2 separate regions of the Hordeum vulgare genome follow, and region 2 is linked to region 1. Evidence: chromatin contacts called from public Hi-C data. All regions are on one chromosome and are shown on one strand. The core of a region is the stretch at or near the end of the contact, and the rest is flanking DNA. Distances in the headings are between cores, read along the strand shown. Region 1 has its middle 220 kb from the start of LOC123446207. Region 2 has its middle 180 kb from the start of LOC123446208.

Region 1 (3,642 bases), core at 276-2,775:
TACCACACCTGCGTAATCTAATAGTTTTTTCCTGTTACAATGCACGGGCATATTTGCTAGTGAAATGTAAAAGAGCGACGTGGAATTAATTCAAAAGGACAATCCTTCCTTTGATGAAAACCTCGCATAGCTGAGGTGGCAGGCGTCCGTTAACGATTTGGCGCTGCTAGCATGGACCGACCCACTAAAGTGTTGTCTAGTTCTTTTTTGATTTTTCTGTTATGAAAAAAATAAACAATAAAAAAGGAACACAGATTTAAATAAAATAGTTTCATCCATTGGAAAAAGCTCATATCTCTAAAAAGGTTCATCAATTTTGATAAAAAGTTCATCAATTTGATAAAAAGTTTTTTGAAAATGACAAAAATTTCATCCAATTTAGGATAAGTTCATTAAATTTTCAAAAGTTCAATAAACATTAAAAAAGTGCGTAAAAATTCCAAAAAAGTTCATACATTTTTTTCAAAAAGTACATTGAACTGAAAAAAGTACATCAATATTAAAAAGTTCATTCATTTTCAAATATATGTTCATCAAATTTCAAAAAAGATCATCTATTTTCAAAAAAAAAATCATCCATCTTAAAAAGTATTCGTTGGCATTTTGAAAAAATCATCAATATTGAAATAAGTTCATAGATTTTTCTTAAAGCATCACAGGTGTCTAGATGTGCCAGCCCAGTTCGAACACCACAGAAGCCAGTTACCAAAAATGCACATTAACTGACGATTGTGGCGCCAAAAAAGAAAATGACCATTTTTGACAGGAAATCCTATTTGGCGCACCTGGCGTCGGTTAATGTGTATTTTTCTTAGCCGGCGCCTGCAGCGCTCGGTCATGGCTGGCCCAGAGGGAGGGAGATTTCTTCGGTTTTGTGAAGTTTTTAGAAGCTTCCTAGATGGGTTTTTCATTTTGGTTTTTTCAGGACTGATTTTTCTTCGTTTTTTCTCTTTTTCTCCTTTTTATTTTCTTTACTCTTTATATTACTTTTTCATTTGCGTTTTTTACTTTTCGTATAAATTTTACTTTTTCAAAAAAATGCAGCCTTTTTCTGATTATCTATTTTTCAAACCAAGGAACATTTTTCGAAATCACTGAACCCTTTTCAAAAAACGTGTTTTTTATTTAAAATTCTATGAACTTTTTAAAAATTGATGAACTTTTTTTGAAATGGGTGAACTTTTGACAAAAATGATGAACTTTTATAAGATTTTGTGAACTTTTTTTGCAGTTCAACTAACTTTTTTATACTTTTTTTGAAATTCATGAACTAATTTTCATTATCCGTGAACATTTTTAAAAAGTGTGAACTTTTTTTTAGATCACATTAAATTTTCCGAATTCGTTATGTTTTCTTTTAAAATTTATGAACCATTTTCCGTTTTGATGATTTTTTTATTTATTTGCTTTCTTGGTTTTTGATAGAAATTTGAACCCTGAAACTGGGACGGCCCATTTATATAGGTGTGTGGGCGCTGGTTCTCCTAGCCGGCGCTTAAGGCGCCGACTAGGAGCTCCCATTTTTGCCTCCTTGAGTCTGGTATAAATTGGTCCATAGGACAGGCTGCGAGAAATGGATGGGATAAGGCCCATGAAGCGACAAGTGAGCCACAAGATCGATATCGACAAAAAGAGCTCGGGATTTTTCTAAAAAAAGAGCTTGGGATTATGGGTTAAGATAAAAAATATATTAGGATTTTTCTGTAAAATAGCTTCACAGACTAAGAATATATATTTCTGTTATTAGTAGGTATATAGATAGATATAGATATAGATATCTTTGTTTTTCGTTTTTTAATTTTTTTTAACACATGTATACTTTATTTTCATAGGCAATGCACGATAAAGTAATACATGTTTAACATTTTCAAGTACATGATTTTTTTGTAAATATATGCATTGGTGTCTAACATTTTTGCCTCCTTGACTCTGCTATAAGTTGGGCCATAGCGTAGGATGCGAGAAATGGATGGGCTTAGGCCCATGAAGCGACACGCTAGCCACAAGATCGATATCAACAAAAAGAGCTCGGCATTTTTCTCAAATAAGAGCTTGGGATTGCAGGTTCAGATAAAAAATATATTAGGATTTTTCTGTAAAATAATGTCACAAGCTAAGAATATCTACTTTTTATTAGTAGAAATAGATATCTTTATTTTTCCTTTTTTTATTTTTTAACACATGTTTACTTTATTTTCATACACAATATACGTTAAAGTAGTACATGTTTAACATTTCTTAAGTACAAGATTTTTTGTAAATATATATTTTGCTGTCTACTTTTTTAATGGATATTATATTTCTTTAGACAGCTAAAATATCTTTTAAATACACGTTCAACATTTTTCAAAATAAATGCATGTTAAGCAATTTTAGAATACACATTGAAATAATTTGTTGATAGATATGAAACGTTAGTTTAAGCCACACGATCAATTTTTTATATGGTAAATAAAATTTAATATAAATTCTACGAACATTTACTTGCAATGCATGGACATTTTCTATAATGCAGTTTATATTATTTTTGGATGATACATATTTTTTTATAATTATGTAAGCGCTTGCTCTGCATTGTATTAAAAAATTACATGATTTTTTTACTTTATATATGTTTTTTAAAATTGTCAAGATTATTTTTTTGAAATGCTATGACATTTTCTTAGTGCTAGACTCGTTCATGTAACGTTTTTGTTTTCTGTTATTTAATCTGCAAAAAGCGCGCTGTTTAGAATGTAACAAGCGACATTCTTCATACAATAAGCATTGCTGGAAGGGCGGGCGCTGGTTCTGTCCACCTGTCAATTTTTAATGTGCCGGGTTTTACTATACCGAAGGAAGAGAGAAACAAAACACGATTTCGTGCAAGAGTGGGCAGCGAGCGAACGACTCTTCCCCCTCGCATGCGGCGGAACTGGATCCTCTAACATGAAGGAGAGAAGTCACGTAAGCTACAACTTCCCTCCTTCACATTTGTGCGCTTAAGGCTAAAATGACTTGAATTAATTTGCAAACTACAAATGTACCATATATATTTACAAAAGTTGCTTGCGAACAAAAATATGGTGACAAAATAGTAATTTATATCAACAGTAAACTGCATATAGTATCTCCTAGAGTCGATAAATGCAATGTTTGCTAAAACAACCGTCACTTTTCTTCTCTTTTTTGCACTAGTTTGCACTATAGCTTACGTGACTTCTCTAATATATGTTAGAGGATCCACTCCCGCACCCATCGCCCTCTTTTGTTTTCTTCTAGGATTATCGCCGCCGACACCGTTGTCATTGCCGTTGCCTTCGTGCTCTGCCTTCTCGTTGGCGCTCAACCACACGAGAGTGAACCGCGCACACCATAGTAGAGGGAGTCGTCGATGGCGACATCAACCCAAGGTGAGACGCCTCAAAAAAAGGTGGCTGCTGAATGGCAAAAACTCAAGATCTCTAGAGACTCGGACAAATTCCAATCACGAATCAAGCGGAGGACCCCCCCCCCCCAACGACAAGATTGAAGCGCTGAGCCAGGTGTCAACCCTTGCGGCGTGATGGTCTCCACAGGCAACAACTTCCCCTCCGCTAAAATGCCGGAGAGGCCCTTAGGTGGTGCTGTCATGATTGAACAAACTATTACTTGCTTACTATG
Region 2 (3,685 bases), core at 385-2,884, 550 kb before region 1:
AAAGGTGGTGGCACTGTCTTCATGCGAGGCAGAATACATAGCGGCAAGCACGGCGGCTTGTCAAGCAGTGTGGTTGAGAAGACTCCTAGCTATTCTTGCAAAGCGGGAGGTGCAGAAGGTGTCACTGAAGATCGATAACCAAGCTGCAATCTCGTTGTGCAAAAATCCGGTTAATCACGAAAGGAGCAAGCACATAGATACCTGGTTCCACCATATCCGGGAGTGCATTGAAGAAGGGTTGATCGAGGTTCAACATGTGAACACGAAAGACCAACTTACCGATATTTTCACCAAGTCCCTCGGTCGACAGAAGTTCATCGAGATAAAGAGGAAAGTCGGAGTGCAAGAAGTGAAGTCAAGCAACAAGATTAAGGAGGTGAATGTAGAAGTTAATCATGTTGTTTCTTTAGGATTAGGAAAGAAAGCCAAACCTAGTCCTAGTAGTATTATGATTCCTAGTCCTAGTCTATTTCCATAGTACCTTGTGGACGTGTATAAATGACACCCTAGGGGTGTTCATTGTAACACCAGAAAAACGAAAAGCAATACAAAGCAAAGGCACGACACGGGTCTTTAGCCAACAAATTCATCGATCAGTTTTATTCATGTCGCTAGTTACGCAAGTTCCGTCAAGTAGCGGGCTGAAGTAAGAATCGCGTAGACCTGCATACGCACGTTCCAACATGCTATGCATTGCGCGAGCTAGCTAGAGCTAGCTGTCTGGCATCCGGCGGTCTACACGAGCCTGAAACGATGACATCTCCTGACAACATAACTCGGTTTACTCATCGCGCATCATCAGGTCAGCCTGGACCTGCTGCCTCCATGCCATTGCTGAATACGTGAGGTGAGCATGAGATCTAGGCCGGACGAGACGACGGAGAGAGCAGACCAGGCCAGAAATGCAGAGTCTATTTTCATTGTTGTGCTGCAGTCAAATTCTGGCGAGAAATTATGGCCCTCTTTCCCTGCTATGGCCTCAACTGCTACTGCTACTGCTACGCTGCCACGAATTATGAATATGTCAGTGCAGGGTGGTGATGGCATGCAACCTTATGTGCAGCGTCTTCAATGCTCGAACTCTTTACCACTCTCAGCTACCGCCAATTTGATGCCTCCAGCTTTGCTACGGAACTATGAGTATTCGCCCAGGATGATGGATGGGATGGTAAAAAGCTCTTGCTTATTCTTCGCCGGGGATGTAAGCGATTAGGGTTCCTGAACCGTTGTAGGAGTAGCTCTAACTTGTTGTATCTGAAAGTTTTAACCCGCAGCTTGTTTGAACGGAAATGACAGCAGGAGTGGTAGAAGAGAAACGCCCCCTAGTTCGACGTCGTGGTGGCCTGAACAATTGCACAGGTACTTGAATTTTACCGAAGGGGAAATTACCACGTCTGCGGAACTGATAAATGCTTAGCAGAAGCAAAGATGGGCACGAATGCAGGCGGACGGGTGAATGTGACCTGACAGATGTATTAACTGGACACTCGCATTGGATGCGGCATGCAGGAACCTGTCTCAGAGGCGCCCTATAGATTAGCTGGCTCGCCTTGGTAATTGGTGGATCAGATCGTCCCTGGGCCTGGGCAGCAGGCCCAGGGGTATGAATGCTTCCGATGGGCTCTGCTGAACTAATCGATTAAACTCACTGGCCTGTTTTTCGGATTAACTCGCACAGATACAGTAGAGTGGTACAGTGGAGTACATCAGTACCCGTTTCTTTAGCACAACTGGAGTACATCAGTACATGGGTGGACCGGGCCGGCCTAGAGGAAATTTCAAAAGAATGCTTTGCGCACTCCTTGCGTCTGTTACCCTACAAATGCCTTGGGCTTTGGAGAATGCAAATACATATGGGGAGCGTACCAATGGACTCGTCTTTGTCTCGCTTGCAGCGAGATAGAGGTACGCCTCGAATTATTAGGAAGTGCACTCACTGGGCATGCACAGTACTGTATAAGTACACTAATTACATTCATATTTTCTTTATTTTTCACTTTTATTACTTAGAGCTTGTTATGTTTTCTTTCACAAAAAAGCAGAAGAAAACTTTATTATGTTTTCCCTGCAAAAAAAAGACTTTATTCTGTTTTGAGACATTCTAAAAACCTATATTCGAAAAAATAATTAAATAGAACACTGCAAATAACAGAAGTGCCAACGCAAAGTAGAAAGTTTGTTAGCATAATTTTGAATAACCATGCATAGGATTCGAAAAAAAATGGTGACATTTAAAAATGTTCACATGTTTGAGAAAATATACATGACACTTAAAAAAACGATGTAACAAAGTATCCAAGGAACTTAAAACAATGCTTACAACCTTCAAAATATGTTGGTGACATATTTCAGAAAAATCTTATCCGATGTTCAAAAATGTTAATCATGTATTTGAAAAATATAATAAACATGTTTATAAAAATGTACAACGTGTATAAAAATATATAAACATCAAAACATGTACTTGATCAATATTATCATGTATTTGGAATAAACATATAAATGCGTATAGAAAATATTATTGGTGTATCGAAAAAATGTAGACATGCGTTGAATAAAAAATAAAAAAGTAAAAAAAAGTAACTAAAAGAAAACATTGAAAACCGGTCAAAACCGAAGAGAAATGAAAAAATGAAATAAAATAATAGTAATAAAGGGGAAACGAAGCAATCCACTGCAAACATTGAGAAAACCAATAAGAAAACCGGCGAGAGAAAAAACTCGCTCCGCAGCTATAGTACTGAGCTGGCCTAGTAGCGCCGCTTGACACAGGCGAGACATAACTCCCAGGGACCTCGTACGCGCCGCTTGTTGCGGCAAACTGCCGAACGGACGCACAGGGGAACGCCCGACTCCTCCGGCCCAGTTTATTTTTTTTCTGTTTCTTTTTTCTTTTCTGCTTATTTCCTTTTTTCTTTTTTGGTTCGTTTTTTCTTTATTTTTTTCTTCAACTTTATAATTTGAAGCAAAAATATTTTTAGGATTTGAAGAATACTTTTTCAAAATCCAGAACATCTTTTGAAACAGTGAATATTTTTGAATTTTTAACAAATTTGAAATATGAATAAATTTTAAATTTAGAATAAAATTATACAACCATGAACATTTTTTGAATCTGCAAAAAAAAAAATTGAAACCATGAACAGTTTTCAAATTGTGAACAAAATTTGAAACATGGAAAAAATTCAAATTGTAAACAAATTTTGAAACCATAAACATTTTTTTAATTATGAACAAATTTGAAACATGAATAAATTTCAAATTCGTGAACAAAATTATAAAATTGTGAGCATTTTTGAATATGCGAACCTTTCTGAATTGTGAACAAATTTGGAAACATGAAATAAATTCCAATTCGTGAACAAATATATAAAATTGTGAATATTTTTAGTTAAACCGTGAACATTTTTCAAATTGTGAATAAATTTTTAAACATGGAAAAATTTCAAATTCGTGAACAAAATTATAAAACTGCGGACATTTTTCGAATCTGTGAATAAATTTTGAAACCACGAACATTTTTCAAATTGTGAAGAAATTTTGAAACATGAACATTTTTCGACTTGTGAACAAATTTTTAAAAAATACATGAACACTTTTCAAATTATTGAACTATTTTTTAGTAGCTAAGAATTTTCAAATACGTGGATATTTTTAAAATTCATGAAGTTTTTCCAAAGTCGCT

The links. Hi-C and Micro-C count contacts between places; a contact is called where the count stands out from the background.
Region 2: a contact with region 1 is called in a Hi-C map of leaf, with 4 times the contacts expected there. The contact joins two enhancer-like sites. A contact is called at or near these places in 2 of 6 Hi-C or Micro-C datasets (leaf and seedling).

What each region holds. Positions count from the first base shown.
Region 1 is chr4H:103,700,079-103,703,720 of MorexV3_pseudomolecules_assembly, reverse strand. No RefSeq gene overlaps it. Among protein-coding and RNA genes, the nearest start is that of LOC123446207, 220 kb to the right of the region's middle. Within about 2 kb of position 1,525, at least 1 of the 3 cell types and tissues checked has open chromatin away from gene starts, as enhancers often do. A contact at or near this core is called in leaf, where this site is marked.
Region 2 is chr4H:104,245,665-104,249,349 of MorexV3_pseudomolecules_assembly, reverse strand. No RefSeq gene overlaps it. Among protein-coding and RNA genes, the nearest start is that of LOC123446208, 180 kb to the left of the region's middle. Within about 2 kb of position 1,634, at least 3 of the 3 cell types and tissues checked have open chromatin away from gene starts, as enhancers often do. A contact at or near this core is called in leaf, where this site is marked.